Regions from separate parts of the Zea mays genome. Here region 2 is linked to region 1. A link is a contact called in public Hi-C data. All regions are on one chromosome and are shown on one strand. Each heading gives the region's core, a stretch centred on a gene start, on an enhancer-like site or on the middle of the called end of the contact. The rest is flanking DNA. Distances are from core to core; before and after follow the strand shown.

What was found. A called contact is a pair of places that touch in the nucleus more often than the background predicts.
Region 2: a Hi-C map of leaf shows a contact between it and region 1, with 5 times the contacts expected there. The contact joins the promoter of LOC100279770 here to the promoter of LOC100277183 in region 1. A contact is called at or near these places in 6 of 25 Hi-C or Micro-C datasets (bundle sheath, ear, endosperm and 3 more).

The regions. Positions count from the first base shown.
Region 1 is chr8:137,731,000-137,738,292 of Zm-B73-REFERENCE-NAM-5.0, reverse strand. LOC100277183 (AT5g02160-like protein) reads left to right here and starts at 3,643. Exons shown (of 2, transcript NM_001150824.1): 1 at 3,643-4,056; 2 at 4,197-4,566. The coding sequence starts at 3,791. The coding sequence ends at 4,335.
Region 2 is chr8:137,941,297-137,948,589 of Zm-B73-REFERENCE-NAM-5.0, reverse strand. LOC100279770 reads right to left here and starts at 2,781. Exons shown (of 9, transcript NM_001152728.2): 1 at 2,033-2,781; 2 at 1-1,170. The coding sequence starts at 2,437.

The sequences.
Region 1 (7,293 bases), core at 2,394-4,893:
GGACTAAAGAACATATCGAAGAAATTAGAAGAGAACCCTCACATTTGCCTCAGCTGCATAGTTCACATTACCATTAATTGAATACACACCGCCAAGAAAAATAATCTGCCATATATTCTTCGAGAACAAAGGGTCAAGCTCGACTGTCTAGGTAAACAGAGACCGGCAGCAAAAAATCAACTAAAAGAGGTCATACAAGCTAGATTGCAAGAGATGCACCTGATATGTGCAACCAATGTATGTACTGTAGTGGTTAACCAACGCGAAGGAGAGGAGAGCAAACCAGAGCAAGGTTGGTTAGTGGACTGAGGGCGACAATGGTAACTTGTCCAGGGTATAGATTTGGTTGCTCAACCAGGAAGGCAGCAGCCGATTGATCTACAGGCTTGGTAGCTGATGGAGGGAAATCCTGGTTTCCCAGGCCGTCTGAACCGTGGACAAAGCTTGTGATCATCAACTTGGTGGCCTTCTGTGCTCCGTGTACAGGGGAAAGGAGAAATAAACAATAACTCAGATGACGCAGTAAACAAATAGCATTGTTGAAAGCTGCTGATTAGCACATAGTAAGTAGGATCCATCAACAAAATGTTAACACAAAACTTCTATTACAATGACTAATCATTAAAATTTAAGTGATACTGATGCTTACCTGTCTCCTTGAGGTTAATAGTTCAACACTAAGATTTGTAAAAAATATCTTATTCAATTAAATTTTGGTAAACCTTTTGGGCATGCTAACTATATTTAGAGGTTAATAATATAGAAATTGTTGTTAATAGGAGTACACATAGAGAGTTATAGCGTACCTGTTTTCGCTGACACTCCAGACACAGGGTTCTATTGAAGACGCAAAAAACATTTCTGGATCTATTGCCATCTACAGCACAGCGTATTATATGAACTGGGCGTTGATAGATCCATTACCAATGCTAGAATGCAAAGGTGCTGAGGTTTGATGAACATAAAAAACCTATAATATGTCGTTCTGAAAAAATCAATAAAATAATTTCTATTGAACCCTCCAAATAGCGCCAAAAGCTTTAGAAGCATTACACGACATTCCAAAACGTAAACATGTAATCCAGCAAAAATATGAGTTGAAGTAGTATAATTCCCTGAACAGGACCAACCAGGAGCAAGACATCATAGTACAAAAGATTAGCAGGTTAGGATAAACAATTTCACCTTTTTATTGGTTCACTTACTTCTAGTTTGTTAGCCCCACCCAGAGGTGTCCATGCAGTGCTACAGTTTAACATTAGATCTTGTTTCCTTATATTTCCAAAGCCATTTGTTTCGAAATTCCTAGTATTCCTGCGTTTATCAGTAAGTTTTACTGCTACATTCTTTTTTCACCAAACTGTTTCATAATTTTCTATAGGACCTATATCAAACGATTAGTGGGAGAAGCTATTTTTAAGTCAAAAACAGATGAGTTAATAAAGTCTATGTAGTCAGCGACATTGCAAACGAGTATGTCCAGCATTTTTTTATACAATACACAAGAGAAAAAAAGAAGAAGAAGCACTTGACAAATTAAAACAAGCAGTGCGCCAAAACAAACCTGAGAGTTGTAGCTATTGGCACAGCGGGCGATCCAGGAGCAGATAGGCATGACGAGCTTCAGGAAGTGCTTCGGCAAGTATGTAGATTGTCAAAGATCTATGGAAACATGACGGAATGAAATAGTGACACAATGAATTGAGTGAAATTATGCAAATAACTACTGACAGATGATCTCGATTCAAAATCCTAAGTGATGCTGCTGAATAGCAGTTGTAGCATAGACTGCATAGTGCTTGTTCAACTGCTTCGATAACCTTACGACCTCAATTCCTTATCCATGTTGTCCATTTGCATGGCATAATGTGGAAAATCGGTATAAGAATTGCTTGTTGATAGCAGCAAAGTAGATATAGTTGTGTCAGTATTAGTGGCATCATGACACACTAGGTGACATTAAAATTTCAGGTTATCAACCACTCACACTAAGTGCATTATCTTTGTAGGACGCTGTGAATGCTAAAAAAATAAAATAGTTTCTATGTCATACTGATCAGTTGTAAAATAACTTGTGATTTATAGTCTCCACAGGATGTGTGGAATAGATGTGAGAGGTGGGAGAAAAGTGCCTGCCACTGCCCCTTCTCCTCCTCGATGAGGTAGCCCTAGTAGCTGTTCTTGCTGCCGCCAGACGTGGCCGTAGTGGGAGAGAGCCCTCGCCCCCACACCGCCGATGCCCTCCAAGCGGCCTTCCCTACACGCCATGGACGAAGCCGCCGCCGCGCGCCTCCGCGCCTCCACCCCGCGCTCCAAGAAACGCACCTCCCGCTCCAAGTCCCGCGGCCGCTCCCAGGATCGCCGCCGCTCCCCGAACCCTAACCCTAGCTCCCGTCGCGAGCGCGCCGCGGACCACGGCTCCGCCGTGCCCTCGCGCAAGAGCGACCGCAAGCCGAACCGCTCCCCCGGATTCTGCCACGCTCGCCACGGCCATGGCCTCGGTTGCCGCCGCCTCGGCGCCGTCCAGAAGCTCTGGAGCGAGGTCGATGAGGTCGCGCTGCTCACGGGCGCTGACGCCTTCAAGGACCGCACTGGCATCGCGCCGCGCCTTCAAGGACCTTTGGGCATGGGCGGCGGCGGTTGGACGAGGGTCGAGCGGGGGAGGAGGGCGTTGCGATGGACGATTGGGCGATGGACGAGTGGTTGGCCGATTCAGCCTCGGGAGGGGGACAGTCGAGCGGGCGGTGGACCTCGAATCGAGCGGCGGGATTTGTGATAAACGATGGAGGATGGACGGACGGTGTAGATTAGCGAACGGCAGAACGACAGACTACTGTTACTGTCTTAATAAGTAGTATAGATAATGATAGTACAAATATTATATGATTCTTAGTCGCTCATGAACCCCATGTGAGGATGAGGACCTAGGCTTGGGCACCTCCCTTTAATTTTCGGTAAAGTTGGCTGCAACAAAGGGAGACAAGTGCAGAAGTTGGAGATAAATGGTCCATCCGCTGGTTACAAAGCAAATAAAGTATTGGACCGGTAGTGATAGAGGTGCATCACTACTGGCTACAAACTAAATCGATAGCGATCGAGGAGTCATCACTGCCGGTATCTTAAACCAACAATGATGTGTGATTATTGTCATTGCTGGTTGTAGAAGGACCAACTTAGTTTAGTTTAATAGAATAAACGATACTGATGTCCCCTGCCCTTTGAAAAGATCATGATATATCTAAGAAAGAAAAGAAAGAGGTGAATTGGGTTTGTCTAAAATTCATAAATCAAATCATTAGTGCAAGCCCAACTTTACAATATGAGCCTATGCATGTCCGTTCGTTACAATCACCATACTAGCTAGATTTATCTTTTAAATTTTTATCCATACAAATGAAGAAATCCAGTTGGATACAACACGAGTTATCTATATAGTGAAGTTTCTTCCTAACAACCAGACCATGGAAGCTGGTCATGCTGACAAGGACTGGCTGACTCAGCAGAGGATCACGGTGGTTATTCAGCAGATGGAAACGTTGGGACGGGATCACGGTCGCAGCATGGGTCGACCAGTCAGGCGGCAGCGACGTGCCTCCCCACTCCCCTCCCTCGCTTATCCGCGACCCACTTTTGTGAGGTCGCAATTCATCCTGGTCGCCACCAGTACCACCTCTCCATCCTTAATCCTTCACTAGCTTAGCTAGCCAGCCACCTCCGTTCACTCCATCTCTTGCCGGCCAGTGCTCCGTCGATCGACCCGTAGCCAACCACCGACAACTAGCTAGCAACAATGGCTGCCGTCGTCAACGCGCGAGCCGCAACTGCTCGTTGCTCGGCCGCCGGCGGGCCACCACGCGGTGCTGCGTCTTCGTTTCCGCCGTCGACGATAAGGACGAGGAAGAGGACGACGGCGGCGGCGGGCGGCCGCGGCCGGCTTGTCGCGGTCTCGGCGGTGGGCGACGTCGCGGCGGAGGGCAACACGTACCTCATCGCCGGCGCGGTGGCCGTCGCCCTCGTCGGCACGGCCTTCCCCATACTCTTCTCGCGCAAGGACACGTAAGCAACGGCAACGGCAACGCCATCATCGATCCGATTCCATCATCAATATATATACTGCTACTGCCATGGCATGCCATGCATGCATGCATCAACTCATGGCGACTGGCCGGCCACGCGCGCCATATATATATTTGCAGGTGCCCGGAGTGCGACGGCGCCGGGTTCATCCGAAAGGCGGGCGCGACGCTGCGGGCGAACGCCGCGAGGAAGGACGAGGCCCAGATCGTCTGCCCCAACTGCAACGGCCTCGGCAAGCTCGGACAGATCGACAAGTAGCTAAATAATCCCATCCACCATGCATGCTACGTACTAAGCTCATATACATGTGCTGATGTGCATGCATGGACCAACCAAACTGCTCCTTTGTATAAGCTCTTAATTAAATCTCCTCTCCGACAATGTCTGAATGTATATGCTGAGTGAGTGTTAATTTGGTCTGTAATATAACCTGTTGCTTTGTCAGAAACGATGTTGTGCAATAACATTGTTGTCGGTGGTGTTGTTGTATGTGCTAGTGATGTCTCTCAATATATGTATGTCTATCAGATCAAACTGTTGTGCAATCAAGCTTTTCGTGCAACCGAACTATCTAAAGTTCTGAAAAAATATCCAAATATTAATAGAAATACTTTATTATATACTCTACCAATGTATAAAATCTAAATTATAATCCATCCTATGTTAAAAGATATAAAAGACGAAAAATTTATACGATGTGAAAGAATAAAAAATGGTAGAACTTTCTCTTTATTATACCTTTAGCCATAGGATGAATTGGAACTTAAATTTTTGATACATTAGTAAAGTATATACTAAAGTATATATATATATATATTAATTTTTTTGTGAGTTTTGGTTGTTTGATTAGGGAATGACAATGGGTCGGGTTTGAGTCGGGCTGAGCAAAAACCCGCCCGTGACCGCACCTGTGAAGTCTACTAAACCATCTCGTGATTACACTCACGGGTGCAATTCCAAACCCGCGCCAGAATCCGGGTTTCGGGTCACCCGCGGGTTTTTACTCTGCGTACACTTTTAAATAATAATTTAGCTATAAGCAATTTAACACCGATAATAATTGAGTTATATCTACTAATTTTAAGTTTTCTCATGTTGAGCAACAACAAAATATTTTATGAATCATTAGTCAAGTTACTTATTCAAAATAATTACTATTATGGCTTAAATATTTTCATGCAAATTAAAGAATGAACAAAATTTCGCGTCGGGTTCGGTTCACCCGCGGGTTGAAAACTTGAAATAGGAACCCACGTCCACACCTGCGAAACTTTGGGTAGGGTATGAGTTGCACCCGCGGGTCAAAATCTTCACCTATACCCACACCCACCGGGTCGGGGTACCCGTCAAATTTCGGCTTTACGGGTTAAATTGATATCCCTAAGTTTGGTTATATTGTATCCCTTGTTTTAACGTTTATTAGTAAGTGGGTCCAGCTGCATTCAATCGAGGCAGCTGGTCATCAGTTTGCACTTGCACTTTGGACCATACTTCCAATATATCAACTTTTGTATGGCCACTCTCCCAATGAAAGTGGTAGCAAATAAGAACTCTCCTATGTTAAAGTAGTAGCCCACATCTAACACAAGTGGTACCACACACAACAATACAACTCGATGATCATTTGTTGATCATCAACTAATTGTTTGCACAACATTTCATAAATATATACAATAATAAAATATATTTCAACCTAGAAATTACTCTACCTCAGAATAGGCTTAAGCTATGGTAAGCAGATCGTGTATATAACTGTGCAAAACACTATTTTGCATTGTAGATTGTGCTATCATGTAGAGTGCAGTTTGAAATAAGAAATGAGAATGAATAAGTTGTTGGAGATAGCCTTAAACTATCACTACTGGTTTCGGTGACATATGTTAGAATAGACTATCACCGCTGGGTTTTAACCCCTCACCACTATCAATGTCAGCTCAGACTACCACTGTCGGTTTCGGTGATAGGTTCATGTTTTAAATATTAAAACTCGAGACATTAATATTTAGGGGTTATTTGGTTTGCTGCCTCGCTTACCACAGTTTGCCACATCTAAGGTTAGACAGTGTTAGATGTGTGTTTGGTTTGCATAGCCACAGTAGTGGCAAGATTTTTCTCCAACTGCGTAGGCCCCACTCATCAACGACACGTAAAAGTATGGCAATATTTCCTTAGGTGTGGCAAATGGTGCACAAAATTTGAGCACCTAACCTTAGGCAAGTGTGGCTTAAAATGTGTGGCATTTTGGGCACCTTAAGTATACAATCAAACAGTCACATACACTCTCACGAGCGCACATAGCAATTGAGCTATGCGACACGTGACTAGATTGTTAACACTATTCTTTTAACTACAAGTTGGGTACTCTCACACCCGATTTTAGAAGGCAAACCGAATGCGAACCATGTACGTGCCAGGATCAGTTATTCACGTACACAACAGTTACATAATATGGACATCATCACACAGTGCTCAAAATAGTATTAATAAGGGAAATAGTCGATTACATCATACGTCTGAGACGTCCATATAGTTCTTACAATAAATCAAAGTGTGGAAAAGAAACGTAGATAACGCGGCCTTCACAGGCAGCCGACTGGGGGGTTGCCGCTAACCCACACCTAGAACTCGTCGTAGTCTTGGAACTCCTAGAAGTCTCCTTCCACAACTTCATCTTCGCCTGAGCAGTGGTTGCAATGCTGACAACCTGGGGGGGGGTTTGGTGTGTAGAGCAAGGGTGAGTACACATCAACATACTCAGCAAGTATCCTGTTTGGCTGTAGTGGACTAGCTTTATGTGGGGATAAGTCAAGCAGTTGCTTTTAGTTGGTCAGGTTATTACTTACTAGTAGAAAGCCAGGTTTTAACATTAACCCAAGTTATTAGCCCAATGTATCCTTTCCAAACGGAAAGAATACCACTTACCAATACCATAATCGTAATCAGAACCATCAATCTCATTGCCACCTGTACCAAAGTATCTCTGATCAAGTATCACTAATCACTGGAGCTCCCTTGGCCGCTCATAACCGCGAGCACGGCTGATATATCAGTTTCATAACACTCTGCAGAGGTTGTGCACTTTACCCACAAGCCGTGATTCCCTCTCTGGCCCGGGCTTGCAAGACCCTTATTCACTCCCGAGGTGAATGGCCAAGGATTCACTACGAAGCCTTTACAAAGATTCCCCGGGGCTGTAGCCACCCGTTAGGTTTCCTA
Region 2 (7,293 bases), core at 1,532-4,031, 210 kb before region 1:
GAATTCCTCCAGAAGTGAGGGCATCAAATTGGCATCCATCTTTCCACCCATGCCTGAATTCCATGAACCAAAGGAATTACCGAAGTTTCTCATGCCTGATGGAAAGCGCATGTTGCGCTCACCATGCCTAAGTGGACTGCCTGGCGCAATAGGTGAAGAGGGAAGAACAGGACTCGCCAATGGACTTCCAGGATAACCAAGGTTAAATCCAAGATTGCCATAGTAACCATATTGTTTTTGAGACTGGAGTAAAGGGCCAATGTTAGCTTTATGAGTACCAAGTAAGTCCATGTAAGAATTTCCTAGATGGCCCCTGTCCATTAGAGGATCATCACAGGTAGCTGCAAGCTGAGCAAGGTACTGGATATATGCCGGATCAATAGAAGTCTGAAGAGAAGGTGAGGCAGTTGGACTTCCAATTCCATTATAGTTTAGCATGTTAGACATACCAGCTAAATTTTGTCGAGAAGATACAGTCCCTCCAGGGGATCTAGAACCAATCCTAGGGGAAGCAAACCCAGATCCAAGAGACAAACTGTCAAAAGATGTGAAACTGCCAGCATTAATCTGGTTTCTCATTGTAGATGAATTGGCCAAATTGGCAGAATATCCATCGGGTAACTTAGATTGTCCTTGTTCAGGACGTCTCATATAGTGCTGCTGATTTCCAGTTGTTTGGTCACCCTGTCGATCAAAAAGGAACTTCTGGACATTATCGACATCCTGATAGAGCTGAGACTGGTCCATAGTTTGCCCACTCATTGCCCTAGATGATAAGTTCATCCCAGATAAAGCAGCCACCAAATCATCAGATTCTCCGATTGCGGATGAGCTACGACGGAAAGAAGTGGAACCACCATTGATCTTCTTATCAGTGTTACCAACTTTCACACCAATTGGAGGCAGGGATGGACTAGGGGCCCTCCTCACAAGTTCAGGGTCTGGAGATGCACTCCTAGAAAGAGATGACCCTAAAATAGAAGCAAATGTGTTTGATGGCAGATCATTGTTCTGAATTTCATCCAAGCTCCGTAGACTATTGCTAGAGTGCAGGCCTCCAATAGTTCCAGATCCACGATTTAGACCATACTGTATTCCAGAAGAACCTAGTAAGTCATTACTATTGTGGCTGGCAGTATGCCTATCCATATCACGCTGGTACGAGTCTTCCTGCACCATTTACCACAAGAAGCATAAGTCTGATGTTAGTTCAATGGAAAAGAAAGAATGAACAGCGGTACGCGGGCGGGGGCGGGGGCGGAGGGGTAAAAATGGTAGTGGTTGAATGCAGGACTCCAAGAATTTTACAATGCAGTCATGAATAAATAAAGATCGGCAAAGGGAAGGGTACGATGCTAAGCAAATCACAAAAGATAGAAGATTCTCTCTATGCCCTAATGCAGAATATAGCTCACTGATGCACAGGCATGTCTATATTGCATCGAAGCATTTTGCACGTGAAATATGGAACAATGCTTGTAATGAACCAGTAGACGTTTCTCAAGACCAGAAAGCATGAACTGCTGCGGAAGCATTCATCATAACGTCACTAGTAACGGTATAACGTCACAATCAAGATAGTCAGCTGAAAATACAACTTAGGCCTCCAAAGCCAAATATGGAAAGAAGGCGTTTTTTCGTTCCTTGCGTCACTTATCTTCGCGTAAATAAATTTCGCTATCAATGAAGAAGCACCACTCGAACAAAATCCATAGATCACATATAACTGCAAGACAAAGACATCACCAGAAACCACAGGTCTCACGTGCAATCACGCATTCACACTGTAGAGAAAGCACAACGACTAGACACCTAATATATGTCAAATATAGAAAATCTAAGATACTTGGACGCTTGATATATAGATACTCCACTATAAGTGGAGTGAACTCAGGCCTATCACTCATCAGTCAAAAACAGGAACGACTAGAAGGTCAAAGGCTTTCTCGAAGCACGTATATTATGTATATTAGTAGCACAGAATGAAGGTAAACCTAAGAAGTAAGTGGGAGAAAAGATTCGATCTTTCCACCTGAAAGATGGTGGAGAAGCTCCTCTGGCGACCAAGATCGATCCCGGGCAGGCCGACAGTCCCCTCGGCAGCCGACGCCTGCTGCTGCTGCCTCCTGCCGTCCCCGATCCCGCCGAAGCCCGCGGAGCGGAGGCGGTGGTGCGAGGACCGCCAGTCCTCCTTGGACAGGAGCGGCGGTGGGAGGCGCGGGTTGAGGTGCGCACTGGAGTAGTAGTAGCTCTGGTACGCCGGGTCGGCGCGGAGGTCGTCGTCCACGAGAAGGCCGCCGTCGGCCCCGGCGGCGCCCAGGGCTCCCTCGACAGTGGGCGGCGCGGAGCCACTGCGAAACACCTCGAAGTCGCCGCGGTCGGTCTCCGCGCCAAACGCCGCCGCCTCGCCGCCGCGCGCCGCCATCTCCGTGACCATCGCCGTGGGGGTGTGAGGGGGTAGCAGCGAAAGAGAGAAAATGGAAAGGAAAAGAGGAGGCTAGATCTTTAAGTCCGCCGCGCTAGAACCCCGCCATTACCGAGCTCCGGCGGCCGGAAGCGCGGAGCTGAATCTTTCAGCGCCGGAATGAGCCGAGGCGGCGGGAACCGGGTTCGGATGCTCAGCGCGGGCGAATCGAGGGGCGGGCATCCATCTGCGTGGGGCGAGCGGCGTCCGAATTCAGAGGATTTGGGATTGGGATGGATTTTGGAGGCGCTCCGCCTTCGAGCAGTGGCGTGCTGAGGTAAGTACTGAGTAGGGAGGACTGGGGAAGAAGAGTAGAGAATAGACCGGAGAGGAAATCAGTCAGAGGCCGGTTGCGGCTCGATTAAGTACAACGGGCGGAGCGAGGTGCGCCGTTGGATTTTGGGGGTAGACGGCCCAGATTTGCCCGAGGGCTTTGGGTCCTCTTCTAGGGTTTTGTTCTCACACACACAGTCACATTACACAGTCACTCATCTTTGTTACTATCATACTCCGTGTCACGTGCAAAGTGCGTACATCTATTCCTCTTGCTACTCGTCTACCACTAGCCTATCGCACCATAGATGGTGAAAAAATACATAAGTTCAATATGATATGAAGCCACACGTAGTGTAGCTCTTTCACACAGTGTGTGCCTAAGGGTGGGGCAAAGGGTCAGTCGCCTCAGGCCCCAAATTCATAGGCCCCATTCTAGGTACATGTGTATAGTAGTCAGACTATCAATATATAGTCCAATGATTCAGTAGCGAAGTGTCGAAAAAAATAAAAATTATGGTGTATCCATTACTCATTCGTGTTTAAACATGTTAGAAGAAACTTTTATGTTAATATTGTAATATGTATCTTTTTTACTTGTTTGATAAGGATATTTTTAGATGTTGTTGTTCGAACCTCCGCTCCGACAAGTAAATTTCTATGTGTGTGTCCTGAGCTCTGGAAGGTGTGTTTGGTGGACGCAAGATTTATACTGGTTCGGACAGAACATCTCTACATCCAGTCTTCGGCGGCTCGCACTATCAACACCTTTGTTGCTCAATGCTCATAATAGGGATTATAAGTGGGTTACAAGCGGTGATAGAGAAAAGAAGGGCTCTCAAGTCTCTTACTAGGTATGTACCTCTGCGTTGCAACGGAGGATACTTGTGCACTCATAAGTTATTGTTTAGTACTATCAAGAATCAACTCAATAGTCACAACAAATGTTGAAGTTTGTCATTTCGAACAACCAAAATTTGGCTAATCTATTAATCGAAATAGGCAAATTCTAAGTTGATAATACAAGATATGATGATGTACCATGGTCTCCATAGAACAAATTTGCATTGCAGAGTGAAAAATTATAAAAAAGGAGATCTTAAGCCTATCAAAAGGGGATGGTGAGTTGTGACTATCAAAATTATTTTAGCTCACAAATATGGCCCTTTTATCTTTTATGTTGTGGGGAAATATGGTGTAGCATGATTTCTACATTACATACATATGGATAAGTATTATGACAATATTCAACTCATCTAAAGATGAATCCTCTAAAAACAGGCACAACAACTGAAGTTGTGCACATTCAAGTTTTAGGTTTCCTTACATAGACTATGAGGCAACCATGTAATGTTATTGGAGAGCAGCTGGCAACATTTAGAGAAATGAGGCAGAATGTGTTGAACATAGCTAGTTATGTGCCTATGTGTTGCTACGGTTTCAATCTGATAAAATACGCTAATATACAAAAACACTACTCCCTTCGTCCACATGATTTAGTTGTTTTGGGTTTGTCCTAAATCAAACTATTTTAACTTTAACTAACAATATATATAAGATTAAATTATTTTAAACTAAAAGAATTGTATATTACAATAGTTCAAGTTATGATGAATCTAGTAACTTTACTTTTATGTTGTAAAATCTTATAAAACATCTAATATAATTGGTCAAAGCTTATATTGATTGACTTAGGACAAACCAAAACGACTAAATCATGTGGATGGAGGGAGTAATTGTCATCTTATATCACCAATATCGCGCCACATTAGCAAACTCTCCCTTCTCTATATCACCACTCCCGTAGCGGTTCCCTCTATATCATTTCCCTACAATCCACCATACATATAAAATTACATTTCCCTTCAACTACCACAAGTATCAATCTTTTTGTTTAATTTATCTTTTTCATCACCTATATATATATATATATTAAATGTAATATATCAAATGATGATTAATATTAATGACACAAAATCGATAACCAAATTGGTTCCATTAATTTGTCATTTTTCACAATCATGTCTGAATAGACAAATGTAGCTCAAAGTCTAGTTCAGGAACAAAGGACAGCAGTCCTAGGCACACGACCATCAAAACAACTCAGCTCGATGTGAAAAGTACATTACTACAGACCCCTTTTCAAATGTTCAGATGTGCATTAAGACTAAAACTGAAACAAATCAAACACTTCATAACTTCAACAATGTGCAGCATAACTTCAGGCTTGCATCAAAAAATGGGCTAGGTCTTTTCTTGCCATAATATGCCATCACATCTTCAAGCTTGCATGAGAAAATTGATCGGATCTTTTCTCTTCTTGACATAGTATGACATCACCTTGTCCAATGTCAACAGTTTGTACTAAGGACAACAATAGAGTCTGCAACTTCTCAGCATCATATTTGGACATTATGATGAAGTACTAAAAATAAGGAGTAGAGTGATCAGCTTGCCTTAATTTTAAGTTGGCAACAATAAGATGGTGTACAACGAACAAAGCCTAGTGTCAGGTACTTATGGTGGCAGCCAAATCATCAATATGCCTACCATTTGAAGATGACGTCAATCAGTAGCATACCCTAGTAGAAGAACCTATTTGCCTAGGTGTTGGAAGCACCAACTTCTATCAATACTACTTTTTTATGGTAACAAATTCAGAAATGAGCTTACTCGAGCTATATTAAATGTGACCATAACATTAGGTAAGACATGATTTCGATTGTTTGCGGGTAGGGTGTTGCTTCTAATAGTTGTCACCAAGCAATGGTTAATTTGGATGTCTAGAAATACTACTTGACATAGAATTTCAGCACCTGGATTTTAGAGCGTGCTACACCATCCCATTTGTTATAGGTACTGCAACTATTTTTTGTCCATAAACCATAGTCCATCCTGAGAAAAAAGCGTGAGATTGAGAATCCAAGCAGATATGGATAAATAAAAGGAGTGTGGCTTCTGCATATTACCCAACAACAAAGAATGCATTGTCATCCAAGTGTTAGATATGAACATTTGTGGCATTATTTTGGAATATAATATCCATAAAGCCCTAATAGGTGCTATTTGTGATAGAATTGTGTCAACATTTGGTAGGTATAAACATCAAAAGACTACAGACATATTAAACTGAATAGTCACCAAACCCCAAACATCTATGAACTAAACCATCGATCCTTGCACGCGTCGCAATGGAAACACAACACTCGTCGGTCGTTGCTCCACACATGACAGTCGATGCCATTTGCCGTCGTGGCCGCGCCAGACGCCGGGGATGCCTAGAATATGGCGTTGATGGGCTAGAGCACGTAGTACGTCGGCAGCTTGCAGCAACCAGAGTGTGTCGCACAGCGTTAGTGTTACACAAGAGAATATCAATAGAGTTTAAAATATTCCCTGCAAGAAACAAAATAGGCGGATAATGACTAATTTTTTCTACTGTGATTATGCATAAACTCTGTGACAAGAACCATGCTTTAGATGAAATTCATAATCACTAACCAAAATATGGACAGAAACCCATAATAACTGGGAATATCATCTACACAGGAGTTCTGAACCAAAACCCAAAGAATCCCCTTCTCTGTTTAACTTGTGGAATGTCGGTTGGGGACCAATTCCTCACACGATTGACCTTGTGTCGCATGATTCCACTGCATTTGCACCAGAGGCCATAGAGAGCACTGCACTTTTAAGCCTCCACCGGATGCTCGAAAGAATCCGTCGCCAAAGAAACAATGGGAGCAGAAAATTATCCTACTATTTTCTACCAGCGAACGATAGAGGTAAGGGAAAACGTGCTGACGACAGAGGGATGGACGGAGCCGACGGACCTGTGTAGGCGGGGATGTCGATGATGTCGCTATGCATCTTCTAGAACATATGATCATGAGCTAGCGGAGCCGACGGACCTGACGTTGCTCGAAGAGCTCGAAGTGCGTGACGATCCACATGGTGCCCAGCGGGCTCTTCTGCGTGAGGACCGTGTGCGAGTAGAATATCCTCTGTGATCCCCTCCAGCTCACCGATAGGGGGCATCACGAATGGGGCGTCCGCACGGCAACTGTCGGGCTGGGACCGCACGACAGGCAGGGGCGTCGGCCATGGATGGTGGCGAGGCGTAGTCCAACGCAGGCGTGAGGTTGAGCACCAAGAACGGCCGACGCTGGGAGTGGCGGGAGCAGGGGCAGTGGTCGTGGATTTCGGGTATCCCGGGCGTGGCGCTGGGTGTGCGATGGTGGGGGCGGCCGTAGGGGCGACAATCATGGTGCTGAGGTCGGGGAAATGGGGGCGTCGGGTGGGGGAGGTGGCCATAGCGGAGGCAGGCAGTGGGGTTTTAGCAGAGAGAGGTTCGGTTGGTTGACCAGCGGAGCGCGCGGGATGAGGACGGGGCGGGGGCATGGTTGTGTTGTGGTCTACACTATTGACTTAATAGATAGTAGAGATACGTGGTTGGACCTAAAAACTATGGGACTGGAGTCCTACGCTAAGCCCTGGCTCCGGCCTCCAGGTTTTTAGGTATCATTGGACATGTGTCGTTGCCTTTTGTTGAGTGT